7 separate regions of the Mus musculus genome follow, and regions 2, 3, 4, 5, 6 and 7 are each linked to region 1. Evidence: chromatin contacts called from public HiCAR-type, HiChIP or PLAC-seq and promoter capture Hi-C data. All regions are on one chromosome and are shown on one strand. The core of a region is the stretch at or near the end of the contact, and the rest is flanking DNA. Distances in the headings are between cores, read along the strand shown. Region 1 holds the start of 4833439F03Rik (RIKEN cDNA 4833439F03 gene). Region 2 holds the start of Alkbh2 (alkB homolog 2, alpha-ketoglutarate-dependent dioxygenase). Region 3 holds the start of Cryba4 (crystallin, beta A4). Region 4 holds the start of Ssh1 (slingshot protein phosphatase 1). Region 5 holds the start of Tfip11 (tuftelin interacting protein 11). Region 6 holds the start of Srrd (SRR1 domain containing). Region 7 holds the start of Asphd2 (aspartate beta-hydroxylase domain containing 2).

Evidence for each region. Promoter capture Hi-C pulls out the DNA fragments that hold promoters and counts their contacts. HiCAR-type assays count read pairs that join an accessible place to other places. HiChIP or PLAC-seq counts read pairs in DNA pulled down with a chosen protein or histone mark.
Region 2: a contact with region 1 is called in a promoter capture Hi-C map of pre-B cells, with 4 times the contacts expected there. The contact joins the promoter of Alkbh2 here to the promoter of 4833439F03Rik in region 1. A contact is called at or near these places in 3 of 39 promoter capture datasets (liver and pre-B cells) and 1 of 115 datasets of contacts at active chromatin or transcription factors (pancreatic cancer cells).
Region 3: a contact with region 1 is called in a promoter capture Hi-C map of trophoblast stem cells, with 5 times the contacts expected there. The contact joins the promoter of Cryba4 here to the promoter of 4833439F03Rik in region 1. A contact is called at or near these places in 10 of 39 promoter capture datasets (the SN4741 cell line, cranial neural crest, embryonic stem cells and 7 more), 1 of 115 datasets of contacts at active chromatin or transcription factors (pancreatic cancer cells) and 1 of 9 other capture datasets (embryonic stem cells).
Region 4: a contact with region 1 is called in a promoter capture Hi-C map of pre-B cells, with 3 times the contacts expected there. The contact joins the promoter of Ssh1 here to the promoter of 4833439F03Rik in region 1. A contact is called at or near these places in 3 of 39 promoter capture datasets (hippocampal neurons, liver and pre-B cells) and 1 of 115 datasets of contacts at active chromatin or transcription factors (pancreatic cancer cells).
Region 5: a contact with region 1 is called in a FOXA1 HiChIP or PLAC-seq map of pancreatic cancer cells. The contact joins the promoter of Tfip11 here to the promoter of 4833439F03Rik in region 1. A contact is called at or near these places in 3 of 39 promoter capture datasets (hippocampal neurons, pre-B cells and stem cell-derived epiblast-like cells) and 3 of 115 datasets of contacts at active chromatin or transcription factors (large pre-B cells, neural tube and pancreatic cancer cells).
Region 6: a contact with region 1 is called in a HiCAR-type map of astrocytes, with 4 times the contacts expected there. The contact joins the promoter of Srrd here to the promoter of 4833439F03Rik in region 1. A contact is called at or near these places in 8 of 39 promoter capture datasets (embryonic stem cells, hematopoietic stem and progenitor cells, hippocampal neurons and 4 more) and 2 of 115 datasets of contacts at active chromatin or transcription factors (astrocytes and pancreatic cancer cells).
Region 7: a promoter capture Hi-C map of stem cell-derived epiblast-like cells shows a contact between it and region 1, with 4 times the contacts expected there. The contact joins the promoter of Asphd2 here to the promoter of 4833439F03Rik in region 1. A contact is called at or near these places in 6 of 39 promoter capture datasets (embryonic stem cells, hippocampal neurons, stem cell-derived epiblast-like cells and 1 more), 1 of 115 datasets of contacts at active chromatin or transcription factors (astrocytes) and 1 of 9 other capture datasets (embryonic stem cells).

The regions. Positions count from the first base shown.
Region 1 is chr5:113,136,403-113,139,160 of GRCm38.p6, reverse strand. 4833439F03Rik (RIKEN cDNA 4833439F03 gene) reads right to left here and starts at 1,349. Exons shown (of 3, transcript NR_166693.1): 1 at 1,184-1,349; 2 at 391-821. The region is part of intron 6 of 2900026A02Rik (RIKEN cDNA 2900026A02 gene); the gene reads left to right.
Region 2 is chr5:114,126,817-114,129,574 of GRCm38.p6, reverse strand. It overlaps Alkbh2 (alkB homolog 2, alpha-ketoglutarate-dependent dioxygenase), which reads left to right and starts at 1,357. Exons shown (of 4, transcript NM_001359941.1): 1 at 1,357-1,492; 2 at 1,806-2,049. The coding sequence starts at 1,836.
Region 3 is chr5:112,251,166-112,253,923 of GRCm38.p6, reverse strand. Cryba4 (crystallin, beta A4) reads left to right here and starts at 1,406. Exons shown (of 6, transcript NM_021351.2): 1 at 1,406-1,432; 2 at 2,127-2,177. The coding sequence starts at 2,139.
Region 4 is chr5:113,992,415-113,995,172 of GRCm38.p6, reverse strand. Ssh1 (slingshot protein phosphatase 1) reads left to right here and starts at 1,383. Exons shown (of 15, transcript NM_198109.5): 1 at 1,383-1,509. The coding sequence starts at 1,441.
Region 5 is chr5:112,324,936-112,327,693 of GRCm38.p6, reverse strand. It overlaps Tfip11 (tuftelin interacting protein 11), which reads right to left and starts at 1,325. Exons shown (of 14, transcript NM_018783.4): 1 at 1,221-1,325; 2 at 24-209.
Region 6 is chr5:112,341,603-112,344,360 of GRCm38.p6, reverse strand. It overlaps Srrd (SRR1 domain containing), which reads left to right and starts at 1,321. Exons shown (of 7, transcript NM_001359388.1): 1 at 1,321-1,486. The coding sequence starts at 1,338. Hps4 (HPS4, biogenesis of lysosomal organelles complex 3 subunit 2) reads right to left here and starts at 1,266. Exons shown (of 14, transcript NM_001359853.1): 1 at 1,198-1,266; 2 at 1-317.
Region 7 is chr5:112,393,405-112,396,162 of GRCm38.p6, reverse strand. It overlaps Asphd2 (aspartate beta-hydroxylase domain containing 2), which reads left to right and starts at 1,390. Exons shown (of 6, transcript NM_001357013.1): 1 at 1,390-1,445; 2 at 2,164-2,378; 3 at 2,580-2,703.

The DNA of each region.
Region 1 (2,758 bases), core at 100-2,599:
GCCCAGCCTAGGAAAGGGGGCAGATGCTGTGCCCCCAAGTTGCCATGGCAACCCTGCTTGTACCAAAATGCAGGCACCTCAGCCCCAGACCCACCCTTGAGGGAAGCTCAGGGCAGGTCACCTGCGTCCTCCATCCTCGAGGAGAGGCAGCAGGGACTGCTGAGCGGATAAGAGGGGGAAGGAGCTTGGTGGGGGAGGCTTAGCTGCTTAGCTCCGCAAGGAGATGGAAGCCGAAGGGCGCTGCCGCTGCCGGGAGAGGGAGACAGACTGACAGCCAGCCACAGGTCCTCAGACTTCACCTGAAGCCCTGGAGGCTCGTGCGGCAGCGGCCCCTCCACCTCCCCGGGGCAGCCGCCTCCCACGTACATGCCCCCACACGCGCGCACTCACCCGCGTTCCTGCACGGTGCTGCCTGGGGTGGGTAAGCAGTCTGGCACATGAAGTCCCCGAGGGACAGCGAGCGAGCGAGTTGAGACTTAGGGGGAGAAAAAAAAACAAAACAAAAAAAAAAAAACTGGGGCTGACGCCAGCTCCCTGGGCGGCCACCTCCCGAGGCCCCTCCTGCATTCCTGGGCTGTGCACCCCTCGCCAAGACAGGGGGCTGATGTCATTCCGGGCTGCCGGGCCAGGGGACCCGGGCTGGGTGGCTGCCTCTCCGGAAGTGAGCGCGCTGCCTGCTGGGCGGCAGGTTCAGTCGGCTTCGGGTTTGGAGTCTCCAGCCTGAGGACTGGAGATCTGCCTAGTTCAGACGAGAAGAGCCTGGAGAGAGAGCTGGCCGGCGGCGGTGGGCGGTGGCTCCCAGGTGTGCATGGGAGTTCTCCCTGCATGGACGGAGGAAGTGAGTTGGGGGTGCCAGCCCCCTCGCCCAGTTCTTCACAGCCACCTGCCCCTTGACTTCATCAGGGTTGGCCCCAGGGACTAGAACTGGACGACCTGGTTGGTTGACTCTAGGCTCCTGCTGGTGACCCCCTGCTGACCCGTCCCGTCCCTGTTTCGTGACCCGCACGGATGCCTGTCGGGCGATGTTTACTTTACTTGCGCTGATGTTCTCTGCCGGGCTTCCCATCGGAGCCCAGAACTTCTCCCCAAGGACGGTCACCGACAGAAGGACCAGGACCCTGGCAGTGTCGGCCTCCTAACTGCCTCCGCCTGCCCCCTCCTCCAGGCTGGCCCTATGGAGTACCTGGGCGACAAGCTTTCAGTGGCCCAGACACACATGACTCAGTGGGTTGGCACGGTGAGGCGGTCCTTCCAGGAGGCTCTGCACTTGGTGACGGCCACGGTGGGCACCGAGCGGAGCGGGGAGTCCGCCGCTCGCACCCCGTTCAAGCGCACCTCCTCCTTCAGACACCTGGCCTCTCGGAGCCGAGAGTCCTTCCGCCGCTTCTCCGCACGCAGCCAACAGAGGTTCTCATCCCTCCGGAAGAGACAGCCAGACTCTGAGGCCCCTGATCTTGTAAGCTTGGGGATAGATGTGTGTGGTTTAAAATAGCAGGGCAACCCTGGGAAGGTCCCTTCCCTCGGACTCCTGAGAGGGGGCCAACTCGTAGAAGCCTCAGGGGAGGACTTTTCCTATCAGTGATGATGGCCTTGGGATACTGAGGGGGATGTAGGCTGGGTTGGCTGCTCTGCAGGTGCAGCACCCACTGCTTGAAGCTGGTGGGGAACGGACTCCGGGCTCCTTGTCTGTGAGCAGGGCTGTGTGGGGGTTGGGGGGGCACTGCTGTCCCCACGGCATGCCGGCATCTCTATTTTTAGGGAAGCTTACTTGACACCTGCTCTATCTCCTCTTGCCCTCCCAGGGTGACCAAGTGGTCTCATTGCCTGTGTGCTGATTTAAGGCGGTTGCCTGGTTGCCACTGTTCAAAAGTGAGACACTGAGTGACTTCCGAGGGGAGGAGCTGTAGGGGACTGGGTGGAAGGTGATGGCAGGTCCTGCCAGCCTGGGAGCTTGGACTTGTGTGAAGAGCCCGGCCATTGTGGAGCGCCCAGGCCCAGCTATTGGGTTCTATGCTGTGAGACCAGGGTAATCATAGCCAGTGAGTGTAATCTGGAGTGATATGAGGCGGGTCTGGAGACAGAACGGTGACCTCGTGGGCATGCGCAGCAAGGTGCGGGAAGTCTGGCTGGGAGAGAGAAGCAGGAAGAACACTTCCCTGCCCAACTCTTGGCAGATGGTTTCTGGGACCTCTAATGACTTCGGGGACACTAACGTCACCAACCAGAACGAAGCTTAGTTGCAGTGCCCAATGTCTTCAGATAGCTGGCCTCTGCCCTGGGCTGAGTTGTCCCAGTTTTCAGGGGCGTTCGAGGCCAGACATGGGTTCAGTTATCCCTTTTTGTCCCCAGAGCCAGTGTGGTTATGAGACAGTGTTGGGCAGGGGAATGCAGCTGTCCGCAGAGACCAGGGGACTCAGCAGGGCGCACACAGCCACTGAGCCACTAGGCAGGGGCTCACCCAGGCCAGAAGCCATGCTGTGAGGCTGATCAGGGGTGACTCCTTGTGTGGGAGTCTGCACTCCTTTGGGTCTTGAGTGCTCGCCCATTCTCCGCGAAGGAAGAGCTCGTTCTGTGTCAGCTTGTCTGTCTCCTCCTGCCCCGTTCCCCAGAATCCTCTCCAGGAACACTAGCTCTGTTCCCTGACCTCTGCCCTAGCTCTTCTTGGGCTGTGTGACTTTGGATGCTGCCCTAAGTCTCTGTGCCTCTGTGCATGTGGAGTGTGCTCGCAGTGACAGGCCAGCCACCCAGGTGGCGAGTG
Region 2 (2,758 bases), core at 108-2,607, 990 kb before region 1:
GTCCCGCTAAAATCTTCGCATGCTATGTTATTTTGTCCCTTACCTGGAAAGCTTCAATGCTGGCTTAGGATTCTTCCCTGTAAGATCCTCTTCCCCATCCCCCCCTACTCCCTAGCCTGTCACCCTGCTCACAACTTCCATATTGTACAAAGAAATCTTGTTTATCACATTGCCCCTTTTTTGTTTTCATCTCCAAAATACAACGTGGATAAGACAGGACCTGCTGTGCCCTGCTGGTGTGTGACAGCAGAGAGCACCGTGTGCTCCCATAGGCAGCACTTTAGAGAGATATAACACGTTCCCTCTGGTCGAGGACCAGGGCGTTTTCTCAATGAAGTAAACTCAGCATTCACAGAAAAGTTTGAGCTTGAATATTTATGGTGATTTTTTTTTCTTCTGTGCCACCAGGAGCAAGAAATGACTGTCACAGGTCTTTCCATACCAGCAATGGAAGGAGAAAAACGGTACAAATGTCCTCTATGTTTATACATAGTATATAAATAAAATGGCTGTACTTGAAGCTAAAGATTAAAAAACACAGCTGGGCAGTGGTGGCGCACGCCTTTAATCCCAGCACTTGGGAGACAGAGGCAGATGGATTCCTGAGTCTGAGGCCAGCCTGGTCTACAAAGTGAGTTCCAGGACAGCTGGGACTACACAGAGAAACCCTGTCTCGAAACAAACCACACACACACACACATACAAAGAAAAGAAAAACAAACAAAAACAACCCCCCCAAAAGATTAAAAAACACGGGGGCAGGGGCAGGAGAGATGGCTCAGCGGTTAAGAGCACTGACTGCTCTTCCAGAGGCCCTGAGTTCAATTCTCAGCAACCACGTGGTGGCTCACAACCATCTGTAATGGAATCTTATGCTCTCTTCTGGTGTGTCTGAAGAGAGCAATAGTGTACTCATATAAATAAAATAAAATAAAGATTTTAAAACACGGTTATATCTAAAAGCAGTGTGCTTACAGAAATAAGTCAAACGCAAAAGGCTATACAGCCTCTAATCCATCACATTTATGTGGAATCGTGAAGAAGAGCAAGCAAGGAATAGCTGACAAATTATGTCGGAACCTAAGGGAGGAAGGATTCTATGGGATGGTATAACTGTTCTCCATGTCGACTGTAGTGGTCAGACAATGCTGTGTCTTTGTCAGGAGTGCAGATTCATACACTGCCCTCAAGCCCCCCAGACAGTATGCTGTAGCACACTAGGCTCGTAGACCCCAGAACTGGTCCACAGGCCTAACCTTGCTGAGCCATCAGGTGAAGGCAGCATCCTGCGGTGCGCAGGGAGACCGGCAGGGGGCGCTGTGCCCGGAAGTCCCGCGTAGGCGGGAGGGGCGGGGTGAGGGTTCCTGGGGCTGCGTGTGTCTGTGCAGAGACCTGACCCACCGCTCCGGGCTCTCCGGTGGAGCCCGGTTGCTCGCCCGTGCCAGCCCCTACCCCGCGGGGCCGCAGGGCAGAGGCAACCCTGCTTTTCTGGGTAACTGGGCGAGCCTCATGCCTCTCTGCGCTTGCGTCTTCCCATGTGTAGCCTTTTGGGTTTGGGCAGCCGTTTGCAGCCAAAGCTCTCGAATTCCGAAGAGGACGGACGGGTCTTTAAAAGTACTCCATTCCAGGGCGGGCCTGGGGATGCGTGCCCGGGATTCCTACCGATGGGCGCCTGGGGCGTGAGGACAGCGTGGTTCGGGTCAGCTTGTGCTAGGAAGACTTAAGCTACAGGGCAGGCTCCCCGCCTGGATGATGCCCGCCAGGCACCTCCTAGGAGGTTTAATGCGCTCTTGTTTCCTTTGTAGGACGCGTCTGAGCTGTGAGTGGGCGGCGGGATGGACAAGTTCCTGGTGAGGCCAGACCTCCGCGACCTCCAAGGGGGAGGGGAGGAGCCCGCCCCGACGGGAGGAGCCTCGGGCGACCTGAAGAGCCCGGACTGGCGACACCTTCGCGCGGAAGGTCTGAGCTGTGATTACACCGTCCTATTCGGCAAAGCCGAGGCAGACAAGATTTTCCGAGAGTTGGAGCAAGAAGTGGAGTATTTTACTGGTAGGCGGAGGTCTTACGTGCGTTAGGCTTGTGCGAGGACAGGATGCGCCTTCCCTGGGAGAAGCGTGAACTTCCGGCTGTGACGGATTAGGTCACGGTCTGGGCAGCTCTGGTTAGGTTAGGTTATGGTTTGGCATACGAACTGTCCACGAGGTCTAGAACGAAATTATTTGGCAACTGATTGGAATTACCTGGGAAGTTAAAAAACTAAATAACAAAAAAAGCAAAACAAACCCCCAAACCGAACCATTCTGGGATCTTCGTGATACTGATTCAAAATAGCTGGAGGCGAAGGTTAGGCCTCAGTGGTTTTTGTTTTTTCGAGACAGGGTTTCTCTGTGTTGCCCTGGCTGCCTTGAAACTCACTCTGTAGACCAGGCTGACCTCAAATTCAGAAATCCTCCTGCCTCTGCCTCCCAAGTGCTGGGATTAAAGGCGTGCGCCACCACTGCCTGTCGACACCCTGTTTTGTTTTGTTAAAGACCATAATTAAATAAATGTATGAGATGAGTCAGCAGTTAAGACTAGTTGCTGTCCCAGAGGACCCAAGTTTGGGTCTGAGCACCCACATGGCAGCCCACAATCCTCTGTAACTCCAGTTCCAGCTACTGTGGTGCCCTTGTCCAGCCTTCGAGGGCACAGACATCACAAGCAAGCAAAATAAAATATTTAAATACATAAAATAAAACAAAATTTTAAAAAGGAAGGG
Region 3 (2,758 bases), core at 157-2,656, 890 kb after region 1:
ATTCCCTTTGTTCTTAGAACAGGTACAGGCACTCTTCATCAGGAACATATTTATCATATTTATGTTCATAGCATCCTGTGCTTTCAGGCTAACCATTAAAGTTTGTGTGTGTGAGAGAGAGAGAGAGTGAGAGTGTGTGTGAGTGTGTGAGAGTGTGTGAGAGAGTATGTGAGTGTGTGTGTGTGAGTGTGTGTGAGACTGTGTGAGTGTATGAGTGTGTGAGAGTGTGAGGGTGTGAGAGAGCATGTGTGTGTGTGTGTGTGTGTGTGCACTCACATGGAGGTCAGAAGGTCAGAGGGTAACTTTCAGGAGTCAGTTCTCCCTACTACCCTGTGGTCCTGAGGATTAAAGTCAGGCTTGGAGGTACCCCACTGAGCTTTGTCTTTTTTATTTCACAGCACAACTGAGGCTTAGAGGCATTCACTGGGAACCTGCTCAAAAGTAATTAGCCCCCAGGCACGGGATGCAGACACAGGCTACTGGCTGTGGAGACTGCACCGGTCCACCCTTCCGGTCCACCCTTCGCCACGCCCTGAACGTGAGACAACTGTTCTGACATCCCAGGAAGGAAGAGATGTTGCTATTTTCCTGGCCATCAAAGGACTCGCTCTTTATCTGGGTCACCCAGTAGCAAGGCTGAGTTTTACCACAAGCCGCTCCTGCCATGCTACCCTCTCCTGCAACAGGACCCCTCAGAGGCAGGGATCAGGGGATTCCATATGCTTTGGGTGCTTATCTGGCATGCACTGCTTTGGGAAGCATGCTAGCAAGCTGCAGCGCCCCCCCCCCCCCCGCCCCGCCCTTTGCTTCTGCATGCACAGCCCTGGATGCTTCTGCCTTGTGGAGTGCATGGGTTCTAGCCCTGACCACCACTCTCACCTCCTGAGAAGAGTTGTACTGCTGGGTATTTGTTATCCAAAGCCCTTGCTCCAGGCCCCCAGGGTTTTGCTTAGAACCGGTTACTTCCAAGCTACTGTATACATTGTTTCCACTTTTTCAAAGAGTATCCTCAAGTGAAAGTGTGACGTCCAGCTAGAAGAGGCAGGGGCAGGTGAGGTGAAGGAGGAGGGCAGGCACAGAACTCTATGATCTGGCTTCTGTCTGTCCTATCATGCAGACAGACAGAAGGACACCCACCATCAAGATGATGTTGGGTCCCTAGTCCTGGACAGGAGTCCTGTGGAACCAATGGAAATAGGCTATCTACCCCTCATATTCCCTAGTGCTGACCCTGGGCAAGCCACCAGTCCTTCCCCACTAAAGGCAGAGCTGCTGACATGTCCACTCTGGGCCTTGGCCAGGACTGGCTTTTGTTTCTATCTCTGGCTTGCTGAGTCTGTGTTTGTCCCTTGGGGCCCCTGTTCCTTTCCTGCCTATAAGAGCCCTGACCTTGTCTGGTTCTGGTTCTGACGTGTGCTCTGGGCCCTTCTTGGTAAGTATGAGAGGGAGACAGGAGTGGGGCCGAGCTCTCTGGTGGCATCATCCTACAATATCAATCTTGGGGATGTCACTGGCTAACCCTGAATGCCATCACATCCCAGGAAGTCTACAAGTGTGTCAGACTGCTGCCTGTGACTCTTAGTTAAATGCCAAGATCCCCCTCCCCTATCATTTTGTGACCTGTGTGTCCACTATGAGAGCCACGCACTAGGCTAGCACTGCACTTTGTTTTGGTGTGTGTGTGCACTCACTTGTGTGTGTGTGTGTGTGTGTGTGTGTGTGTGTGTGTGCGCATGCATGTATGTATGTATGTATGTATGTATGTATGCATGTATGTATGTGCCTGTATGTATGTGTGCATGTGTGTGAGTGTGCATGTGTGAACTTGTGTATGTGTGTGATTGTGCACATGTGCATGTGGGTGTGTGTCTGTGTGTGCATGTGTGTGATTCATCCACCTCTCTCCACTCATCTGGCACTGCAGTCCACTGTGAGCTGGGCTGGAGACAATGGCACCCAGATGTGGCTGAGATTGGTGCTGTTTGCACGTGGGTGGGGTGGGAGAAGGATCGCCCCCGTCCTGGGATACCCAGACCCATCTTGATTCTGACACTGTCCAAGTCAGCCTTCAGTCAGAGATGCTGCTGGGAACCAGATGGAAGGTGACTGTGTTCTTCTCTCTGTAGGACCGTGCCAACATGACCCTGCAGTGCACCAAGTCAGCTGGACACTGGAGGGTAGGGAGTACCCTGGGAGGGGAGGGAAGGAAGTCGACATCTAAGAACCTCTTACAACAACTTCATTGAACCCCATCATCCTGCAGGAGGGCTACTGACTGCCTTGAGCCCAAGGCTCAGACTAGGGGGCAACCTGCCTGAGGCACGCAACCCGAGTTGGTCCCCACCCTTGAGTCCTGGCACACAATCATTCTACTGTGCTTCTCTGGCCGTGCTTGGCTTTGCAAAGGGAAACTAAAATCTGGGTGTGATAGCTTATGCCTGCCCTAGCATTGGGGAAGTAAAGGCAGAAGGAAGCTCGTAGGCTCAAGGCCAGCCTGGGTCTTGCGAGATCTTGTCTCACAAAAAATAATATAGCGGAGCCACATAAAAGCCTTTGATGAAGGCTTTGGGAAATGGAAGCTCTGCTTGTTTTCTTACCTAATGACAGTCAAGGGTGGAGACAAAATTGTGCTGTCCAGGATCCCACGGTCCACCTTGCTCACCCACCTGGCCCTGGAGGCATGTGACCTCTGCTTTACCTGTTTGACTCACTCTGAGTCCAGGGTAAGATCCTCTCTGCTCGCCAAACCTTGATGTCC
Region 4 (2,758 bases), core at 134-2,633, 860 kb before region 1:
CTATCAGCCAAAGAATAGCTCCAAACAGAGGGGAGCCCTGCTGGGTATTGCCATTCAAAACCTGTCTTACTTAGTGCTGAAAAACTGTGGACCAAATTCACAGACAAAAAGTATACTCAGTCCTGTTTTGACATAGTTGCCTTCTGAAAATGCAGAGGATGCTTTGTGTCGACATAGGGGGCAGTTAATGGCGCCATTCTCAGATCTTTAAAAACCGAGACTCTTTGCACTTAGCAGGAGCGTCTGTTAAATACGAGCAACTGGAAACTTCCTTACATTGCGGGGTAACCCCACTGAAAATCCCCTTTAAGGGTTGGTTACATGGTACATAAAGGAGCCTTGCCACTAAGGCTAGTGACCTGAATTTGATTCATGCATGTATTCATACGCATATCACACACACACACAGATAATAATAAATAAAAATTTAAAAAGAAAGACAATCCTTATTTGAGGATGGAGACTGTTGATACCCTCAAGACGGTGGAAGAGGCAGGGAGGAGCCAGGTTTCCTCTCGGGCTTTGAGGATGATGGAGTGGGACTGGAGACTTGTGATTAGCAAGGCTTGGGTACCACAAGAGGTCCAGAGTAGGGGTCGGGGCTCTGTGAAAGAGAAGTTTCTATCAAGTTGCCCAGTACCGCCTTGCTGGGGTCCCTCACCCTGGCCCACTGGCAACCTTTCCAAAGCCAATGCAACGCGCCCGCTTATCCCCACTGCTGTCCCCGGGCAAGCTTCTGGCCGGCCCACAGTTCTCTCTCCCTCCGTGGGTTAGTCCAGCTCACGGAAATCCTGCCTCCTAGCAAGTACTACTCCTTCGAGAAGCCTTTCCTCTCGCCACCCACTAGTCTGCGTTTCTAGACACCAGAAGGAATTCGAAGATTAGATCAGCCCTTGGTGGTGCAGGCGTTGGAATCCAGGACCTTGAGTAGGCCGGCGGGACACCCTGCTACTGGGCTACACCCCAATCCTATGCAAAGCAACTCTGCAAGCGGATTTCACAGTCCCGGGGGTGGGGTGGGGTGGGGGGAGGCCCCGCACTTTGTATGAGCAGAGTAACTTTCCTTGAAAGAATAAACGAGTGAGTCTTTTACAAACTCTGGGCAGCTTTGCTCTGCTGGCCTTGCCTTCGGAGGCCTCAGTTTCCCTACGCTGCCCGCGAGTCTAGCGGCGGAGGAGGGGCCCAGGCCGGGCGGCTGCAGCCAGCGCGGGGGCGCGCGCGAGTGGACGTGACCGCGCGGCGGGGCCCGCCCCAGGCCGGTCACTGGCGCATGCGCATCACTGCCCGAGCGCTGCGGGCCCGGCGGACTCCGGAGCCGGGGAAGGGGGTGGGGGGTGGGGAGTTTGCGGGAGGGAGGAGGGAAGAGGGAGGGAGCGAGGGGCGGGCCCGGCGCGGCTGCCCGGCCGGCTGCTGGAGGCCCCGGGCCGGGCCCGCGCCGCGATGGCCTTGGTGACCCTTCAGCGCTCTCCCACGCCCAGCGCCGCGTCTTCCTCCGCAAGCAACAGCGAGGTGAGCCCGGCCGCACCCTCCCACAAGGTGTGAGGCGGAGGTGCGTCCGCCCTTGGGGTGCGGGCGTCCCCGCGTCCCGGTGACTGAGCATGCGCCGGGCTGGGGTCGCGGAGGTGGGGGGGCGGGGGGGGATGCTTCCAGATCGCAGGGCACCAGGAAAGGCTCTGGTCGGCTCTGGGCTGCAGGGTCTCGGGTTCCGCTCGGGGCCTGAGCTCATGCTGCTTAATCGGGGTAGATGGGGACCGGAGCGTCCGGGTCCTCAGGACGGCCTGCCCCAGGCTGTGCTACCCCAGCCGGGCTCATCCCACCCCCTTCCCCTGATGAGCTTAAGGCCTCGGAGTAAACCCCGGATGACCCAGCCGGCTGCAGGGGACGCCCCGCTGTGCTGGGCTAGCCCCGCAGGCCCAGGAAGTTGCCAGCTGGAATCTGGGCCCTCTCCCGGGGTTGTGTGTCTGCGTGAGACTTGGCTCAGCACCCCTGCGTGCCCGTGTTGGTGCGTTTTGGGCTCGTCTTGCGGGGACTGGCAGGCATCTTTGCAGAATGGCTGTGAGGTTAAGCCTCCAGGGCCCTTTCTGTCTGAGACTCTTTCATGAGTTTTATCTGCAGGCAGAAGGTTCTGGTTGCCTCCTCTTTGCACACAATTAGGCAGGGCAACTGAGAAGTTAGATTGTAGTAAGGCCTCTCTTCCCACACAGCTCGGTTCCCCTACAACAGTTTACAAAGTGCCTTTTATCTTGTGTTCTTCCTAGGAAACTACAGGAGCATAGGGAAGCAGGGAGGGGCAGTACAGGCCTTTGCAGCCGAAATTCTCTTCCTTCCTTCCTTCCTTCCTTCCTTCCTTCCTTCCTTCATCATGTAGTTGTGGCTGGCCCCCTGCCTCTGCGTCTCAGATGTTGTCAGTTCAGAAGAGCTTTCCACACCTGGCTCTCAGCCTGGATTTCTAGCCAACTTCCATAATGTTATGGGAATTTAACACTTGGTCGCTTCCAGTTCCTGTATTAGACACATTTTTAGGCTTTTAATCTTTTTTTTTTTAGTTGAGATGTAACTCACAGCCTGTGGCTTTACCTTTTGGAAGTATGTAAGTCAGCGTTAGTAGACACACCCGCTCAGCCACTCAGTCCCGAAGCTTCAGCGCCCCGCCCTTCTCAGTTACCGCTTGTCTTTGCTTCACCCCCACCCCGGGGCGTCCCCTACTTCTCTACATTTGCCTACGCTGTAGTTCATATAACAGGAAATATGCAGTGTT
Region 5 (2,758 bases), core at 76-2,575, 810 kb after region 1:
GCAACAGCTCTAAATGTTATTACCTCAGAAACCAGGTTGGTCTTTTTACTTCTCCAGGAAAAGTTGTATCTAGCCAATTTGCAGTTCCAGGGAAACTTCAGAGCATTTTCTGAAATACTATTTCCACGGGACTGAAGGTTTCCTTCCCTGAACGGCTTCTACGGTACTGGAAGGTTGCAGTCTTTCTGAATGCCACTTTGCAGTCACTCCTAGAGGGTAGGGAAAAAACAGTGTTCTACCCAGGTAGCTATTCATCTCTCTCTCTCATAACTGCATTCATTCAGTTCCAGGAGAAGCTTGTAAGGACTGATTAAGATGATACTTTCGAAAAACAAAAGCTCCAACACTTTGGAGGCAGAGAGGCAGATCCATCTCTCTAAGTTCAAAGCCAGCCTGGTCTCAAAACCGACAAAACAACAACGAAAGCTCCGCTCCCAGTAGGTGCTCAAGAAACAGCACCCTTACATCTTTGACTCTAGCAGTAGGGAGGCAGAGACCAGGGGGGTCTGAGTTCAAAGCCAGCCTGGTCTACAAAGCAAATTCCAGGGCAGCCAGGGCTGGCTGCTAAAGAGAAATTCTGTCTTGAAAACAAAAACAAAAAACAAAACAAACAAACAAACAAAAAACAGAAACGGGGGGAAAGGGAGGAAAAAGGAAAAAAAAAAAAAAGCATCTTCTTCCACTCCATGATCGGGTTTCAGGTTCACACTCATTACAAGTCAGGACTGCGAAGTGAATCCTTCAAAATGATTGTGAAAATCATTAACACTTAACACCCCAGCCTGAGTCTAAATCGCGCCTCTATGAACACCTGTGAGTGTGGTTATCACATTCAAAGGTCCCGACCCGACACTGTGTGCATTGCACAGTAACATCCTCACTATGTGACACCAGTGACTGACAGCGTGAAAACGGCTCCGCGGTGACTAACAGCTCCCCCCCCCCCCCGCTGCTCCTCCTCCTCCTCCTCCTCACTATGCACCGGCGAAACTCAACAGGTTCCGACCCCAGCAACCAGCACATGTTGAGTTTCCTCAAAGGAGCAGGAAGCCCTAGGCCCACTCAATTACAGCACCGCCACCTCCCCAGCACAGGGGACAGGAGACGCTCAGCTCAATGTCAGCAGCGGGCCCGGAGCGCAGGGAAACCGTAAAGCCGTCGTCACGGAGCCTCGGAGCCTCAGCCCGCGCTCCCGGGACGCCACCCCGCCGCCTGCTCACCTCGCTCAGCATCCGCGAGAGCCACACAGCCTTCGCCCAGCGTCCCCGAATCTGCGAGGGTCCCGCCAGCCCAAACCCGGATGTGGCCTTTACCGGCGCATCGGAAATACGTCATCGCTCAGAGGCGGAAGTGGCGCGCTGTTGCCCCGGCAGCGACTTCACGCCGGAGGGGGCGTGTCTGCAACCCGGAAGGGCCGGTGATCCCGCCTCGCGCTGCTTCTGGTTCCCATCGGAACTGAGGCTGAGTGGCCGTCTCGTTCCAGGGCGAGCCGTCGCCAGGCACTGGAGTCTTACTTGGCGTTACCAGCGTCACGAGGACACTGAGAGATTAAAATGTCCTCGCGACCCCATGTCGAGTTCTCTCCAGGAAGCAGTTTTATTGTTCTCCTCTTTGCTCTAGTTATTTCTCTGTCGCTGGGAAAGAACGGAGTTGGGGTTTCTTGTTGGTTTGATTTGGTTTTGGTTTTGTGAATTTTCAAGACAGGGTTTCTCATCCTGCCGTGGTGGCGCACGCCTTTAATCCCAGCACTTAGGAGGCAGAGACAGGTGGATTTCTGAGTTCGAGGCCAGCCTGGTCTACATACAAAGTGAGTTCCAGGACAACCAGGGCTACACAGAGAAACCCTGTCTCGAAACCCCCCACCCCCAAAAAAAAGAAAGAAAGAAAGACAGGGTTTCTCTGTGTAGCCCTGACTGTCCTGGAACTCATTGTGTAGACCAGGTTAGCCTCGAACTCGGGAGATCTGCCTGCCTCTGCCTCCTGAGTGCTGGCCTTAAAGGCGTGTGCCAACGCGACCCACAAAGAGCATATGTCATCTTTTTACACATCTTACAAATCTATACATAGTCTGGTGCCATCTCTGGTTCTGAAACTAATTTGTTTTCTCTAATACCCTAAAAGGCTGGGTCCTGGTGGGTTTTGTTGTTGGCTGGACTTATTTTTGTTTTCCCCTGTCAGCTTGATACACACTAGAGATATCTAGGAAAAGGACTCGGTGCTTCCATCGGATGGCCTGTAGGCAAGACTGGTGTCGTTTGCTTGATTCATGATTGATGTGGGACGGCCCAGCCCATTGTGGGTGGGGCCTCCCCCTGTGGTCCTGGGTGCTGTAAGCACAGGGAGCAAGCCAATAAGCAGCGTTCCCTCCGTGGCTTCTACTTCAGTTCTTTTTAAAAATGTCTTTGGACTGTAATCTGTAAAGCAAATAAATCAGTTTCCTTCCCAAATTGCTCTTGGGTATGGTCTTTACAATACAGCAATAAAACCTAACCAAAAAACATGCAGGAGGATTTGTTAGTGAGGCTCTTGGGGAGTCCGTCAGAGCCAATGTGATACTGTGGGATCAGGGTCCCTTCTTGGGGTTTTATGGTCACGTGAATGAAAGCATCTAAGAACTGATACAGAGAGCTGAGGGCGGGCAGTGGGGCCAGGGTTGGGGGTGGGGGCGGGAACGGCAGGCAAGTTGTAACTCATAGCTGCCGGGAGGAGAACGAAGAAGGGAAGAGGCATGGTGGTGTGGGAGAGCCAGTGTGGAGGT
Region 6 (2,758 bases), core at 72-2,571, 790 kb after region 1:
GAAGGGAAACCAGACGACGAGTGTAGAAGGTACTGGGTGTAAGGGACCACACCAGTCAAATGGTCCCAAAATTAAGGAACTGGCACTCAGGAGCCTAATCAGAATGTGCGCAGCCCTTCAGAGTGCAAGAGAGAACTTTGACAGAGGGGAAGACAACTCAGTGTATCATGGAATACTCTGCCAGAAAAGAGTCTTGGCCTCACTCTGATTCTTCGCTCCTCCAAGAGAACTGTCCAGAAACAGGTGGTACAGGCATTAAAATTACTATCCACGAGGCTGAAATTTTCTGACAGTCTTATTTCACTGTGTGGATAACACTGGGAGGAAACACAAAAATAATTTAATCCTTTTCCTTGACAAGCCTTCCGTCATTTTCATCTATAGTCTTTGTTTTGTTTTGTTTATTTGTTTGTTTGTTTTTTCGAGACAGGGTTTCTCTGTATAGCCCTGGCTGTCCTGGAACTCACTCTGTAGACTCAGGCTGTCTCTGCCTCCCAAGTGCTGGGGTTAAAAGTGTGCGCCACCACCACCTGGCTTCATTAAGACTATAGTCTTAATCCCACTTTTCTGGTTAATTCCTTCAAGGACAGGATCTCTAAAGCTGGCCACAATCTGCCACCTGTGGAAATAGTACGTTGAAGTCTCTTAGGGAGGGAGCCAGGCATGGTAGTTTAGGCCTTTTATCCCAGCGCACTGGAAATAGACAGGCAGATTGCTGAGTTCCAGGCAAGCTATGGCTACAAAGCAGGACCCTCTCTTAAAAGCGAGTAAACTCTCTTAGGAAGAAGGAAGTGCCCGAGGGGCATCCCCCACGAACCCGAAAAGGCCTCTTAAATATCAGTCACCTCAACTACACACACCTCGTTCTGCAGCAAACACAGGGCGAGCACACTGTGCAGGGCATCTCTGTTCCTGGAACCACCCCTCCCATTCCCTGAGGCCTGCTCGGAGGACCTAACAGCGAGTTCTCAAAGGTCCCGATGAGGTCAGTGATTGTGTAAGGGACCTAAAGAGGCCATGACACCCTAAGAGTACAGGCAGGGGGACAGTGCGGGTGCGCGCGGGGACGGAGGGAAGTCCCTCGCTGGTCAGGAGCCCCGAACCCTGCGGCCCGATCGCGTGGATCAGGCTCGCCCGCCCGCCCGCCCACCGGGACCCCGGGCTCTGTCTGGCCGCCCGCGGGAAAACCCCCGATACCTGCGCCCGCCCGGCAGCCCCGCGATCACGCGCGGACCCACCTCCCGCCGGTGGGGGCTTGGCGATGACGTGAGGTGTGACGCAGCCTGTGACGTCGGCGGCACGGCGGCCGCTCTGGCGCACTCTGCTGACGTCAGAGCATGGCGGCGGCGGCTCTCGAGCCCTGGAGCGCGGTGGCTCCGCGGAGGAGGAAGCGCGCGGCGGGAAGGCGACCGCGGCCGGGCGAGGGGCCCCGGGCCGAGCCGGAGGCGGACGGCGAAGCGGTGCTACGCCGCCTGCGGGAGGCCGAGTGAGTGCAGCGCCGAGAGGCAACTCCAGCCTCAGTGTCCCTAACCTGGAAATGGGTGTGCCAACCCGCTGGGAAAGGCTGAGTTCTCCCTCCGGTGTCACTGTAGCAAGCTCTCAGTAAAGCTGCCATTCCCATTCGCTGCGGCTGCGGCAGTTTATCATCCTGTGTCCCTGTCTGCCACCTTTGAGATGGGGGTTTAAGCATTACGTAGGGATGCTCAGAGGATTGTGTGATGTGACTGTAGAGCACTCCCTGGCACCCAAGCTCGAGGTGGGGGAGGAGGGTGTCAGAAGGTGCTCAGAAGACCTCTGCTTTCACTGCATAGGTTAGGACAATCAAACTCAAATGTGAGGCTTGGTGGCAAGAACCTTTACCCTATAAATCATCAGCTCTGGATTTGGAGGCGGGATCTTGTACTATAGCTTAGGCTAGCCCAGCAGCCCTGAATTGGAGGATATCCCGTCTTTGCTGTGGGCCACACACCACATTGGTTATTATCCGTATTGTAAATCGAGGTTGCAGCAAACACAGATGTCAACATTTGCATCAATGGTTTACTGAGCAGCAGCTGTGTGCGCAGACTTTTGCAGCCTATGTATTTCACAGGCTCACTGGAATCCTGGGCACTCCGAGAGACATACAAAGATCATTGTTTCAGGCCCAGGCCTTGGTGACTTCAAACCCCATGCTTCCACCTAATCATTATCATGTACTCTATTATGTTACATCCATCTCCCCAGCACTTGGTCTGTACCTTCTTACAGGGCACATAGACGGTGCCCACCATACACAGGCTACACCGTGTTCTTGCCTTTTCTAGTTTTGGTCTTACAGGGCTAAGTTAGAAATGTTGGTAGCATTTTGTATGGGTCAGAAGGGCTGTGATGAGGGGGGCAAGTTACACTTAAAAAGCATTGGTGACCCAGAAGTTACCTCTGAACATAAATTACTGGCGGTGCAGCTGAGAGGACAGATAGAAGCAAGCAGTGCCTTAAAGTCTCGAGATTAGTGAGACATAGGTGTCTAGGACCTGAACTCTTCAAGGCGCACACCAGATAGTCATTGTTTCCTCAGCTGCTTCAGAATCTCCCAGAATGCCCTGCTTCTCCCAGCATCCTTCCAGGGGTGTGGTTATCACTCCTGAGCATAGAGAATCTGATTCAGGGCTACTTAGAATATTACAGAGTACTTTGATTTATCGGGCACTTCTTTCCTTAGAAGAATGTAGGTCGCCTGGGGGCAGTTTCTCTCCTCTTTGTCCCTAAACATTGC
Region 7 (2,758 bases), core at 141-2,640, 740 kb after region 1:
GCCTTCAGCCCTCCGTCGTCAGCCCGGGATCGGCAACCGTCCTTAGTGCATTTTACAGGCTCTCAATCTATGTAAGACATATTCATGGTCTGATCATTTGTTCTCGGCCTATGGCACCGATTGTGGAGGCCCTGGAGTTTACAACGGGAGGTGGGTCTGGTTGCAGGAAGTAGGCGGGAGAGGTGGGTTTTGAAGGACAGACTGACCCTGGTTTTGCCCCAATTTCCTGAGCCTAGATCACACGCTTACAAGTGTAGCATCCCTCCATGCGTTTTCTGCCATAACGGACTGAAAACTTTTGACCTGTGAGCCCAGGTGAGCTTTCCCACCTCCATTGGTTTCTGTCAGGTGTCTTGGTGGCGTCCCCGCAAAAGAACCTTGCTGAACCAATGACGCGTTTTGAGTCACTGTATTAAAATAAAAAGTGGTGGTGGGGGGGGGGGGGGATGCTATTCTACTCCTGGAATTGTAACAAGGGCTTAAGGGACTAAGATGGAGACTCCAGGGCATGGAGTGGGTTCTGAGTCAGGAAACAGGGGTCCTGGGTGAAGCAAGTGGGTTCTCTATCACCAACTGTATAAGTGCGAGCTTGGGTGAAGGGCAGGGGGCTTCTGGGACAGACCCGAGGTGATTTTATCCTGGACAAAAATGAGGATTCTAGGCCAGGACAAAGATGCATGCTGGGATTGGAAGCAGTAGGTTCGAGGACAGACACAGATGGGCTGTGGGCTGGCATCCCACCCCACGCTCCCAGAACGCCCATGCACTGTTCCAAGGAGCCCACGCTTCCCTGGGCGCTCGCAGCGCGGTGTCCCTAGGCCAGGCTGAGCAGCCCCTTTCCCTCCAGTGAACTGGGCAGAACTGGCCGTGGCTAGCTAGACTGGGCCTCCCTGTGGGCAGGCGCCAGGTCTGCAACAGCTCCAGTCAGCAGCGCCCAGGCGGGGCCGGGAGCCGCGGATCTTCCAGGCTGTTCCATTTGCAATTTCATCCCACGTGTCCGCGGGGCCTCAGAAGTGTGTGTGGGATTCATCACAGGCAAGAGGGGCGAGGGGAAGGACACCAAGGGGAGGAGATGCGGAAGGGAGGACCGAGCGGAGGGGATGCAGGAGGGAGGGAGGGAGGAACAAAGGCGTCTGATAGGCGAAGCCCCCGGACCTGATGCGCGCACCCGATGCTCGGTGGGGCGGGACGCGCGGAGCCCCCCGCGGGTACGCGCGGCAGATGCATGCGCCGGGGGTCCCGCCCCGCCCCGCCGCCCCCTCCCCGCCGCCAGGCGCGCGCGGCATTGTGGGAGTTGTGGTCCTCGGGGTGGCGGAGCGCAGCGCGGGCGGCACCGGCTCGGCGGGGCTCGCGGCTCCGGCCGGGCGGCGGCTGCGGGCGCGGCAGGGGGCGGCCGCGTCCCTGGGGCAGTGGCGTCGCCCGGGTCCCCGCAGCCGCCCGCGCAGGTAAGCGGGGTCTCCAGGGCTGCGGGGCAGAGGAGGACGATGCTAGGGGCGCCCGCGCCTGCATCCCGGGCCGGCCCAGGGCCCGCGGTCGCCTAGCACCGGCTGCGTGCTGAGTGCCTCTCGAGCTGGACCGCGCAGCGCAGCATCACCCCCACCTTTTCTCCTCCCCCTCTTTCTCTCTTTCCAGCTTCCTCCTTCGCCTTTTCCCCTGATCCCCCATCCTCCTCAGCATCACCCACTTTGACCCACCTCCCTGTCCCGAGAATTGTCACGCGCCCTAAACCTCCTTCCCACTTTTCCAGGTAACCCTCACCTCACCATCTCTTCCCCTGACTACCTGCGTTAACGCATCTTTCTGACCTCTTCTGTCGTACTCTCTCCAGGGCCTGTGACACTGGCGGGAGACTGTGAGGAGGAAGGTCCCTAGAGGGGAGGGCTTGTCTCCGGACAGTTCTCTGCGCCCCCTGGTAGAGAGGATAGCAAGCAACACAGCTACCCCCTATCCTCTCCTGTGGTGTGCTGTACCTTGCGGGGGGGGGGGGGGGTTCGGGGTCGCCTGGCTTCACCTCAGGGTGACCCGGTCTCTTTGTCATCAGAAAGCTTCCTGAGCTGGTCATCTGATCCGGGTTAACTGGGTCAAGTGGAGACTGTCTCCCCAGGCATTCCTCACGTCAGAAGTTATCTTTGATCGGACTTGAATTTGTCCTTTATTCCCCAGAGCCGGCTGATCTTTGAGATCTGAGGTTCGGGGCTGCATGATGCCCGTTCCTGATGGGAACTGATCTGTGAAGAGAGCCAGAAGTGTGTGTGTCTACCTATTATCCTGATGCCACACACTCTACCAAAACCAGAGTTTGTTCTCTTGTCACAAATCAGCTCTGGACTTGTGTGTCCCTCCCTGGGCGAAGGGGCCGCCAGCCTCCTGGAACTCAAGTGAGTGGCAGGTCCCAGCTCCTTCTCTTAGTGCTGGATTTGGTCATGTGGAGAGGTTAGGCTCTCTCCTTGCTGAATGTTTACTGCTCTGTCTAAGGGAGGGCTCTTGTTTGCTTTGTCCGGAGCAAGCAAGGCTGTTCTGAGGAGGGGAAGGGCTGGCAGTGGAGAGGTATCCTATCCATCTGCTTTTGACATGAGCAGGTTGGTGGGAACTCGGTTTCTTGAGTCAGTTATTACCACTGACTGGGGCTCAGGACATCCGAAGAAACCTGGCTGATGAAAGCAGTTTTGGAGTTACAGTTTCCTCAGAGTCTATGAACACCAGGTGAGAGTCTCACATAGAATCTTGGGAACCCTGGGCTTTCTCAAAGAGCAGGTGC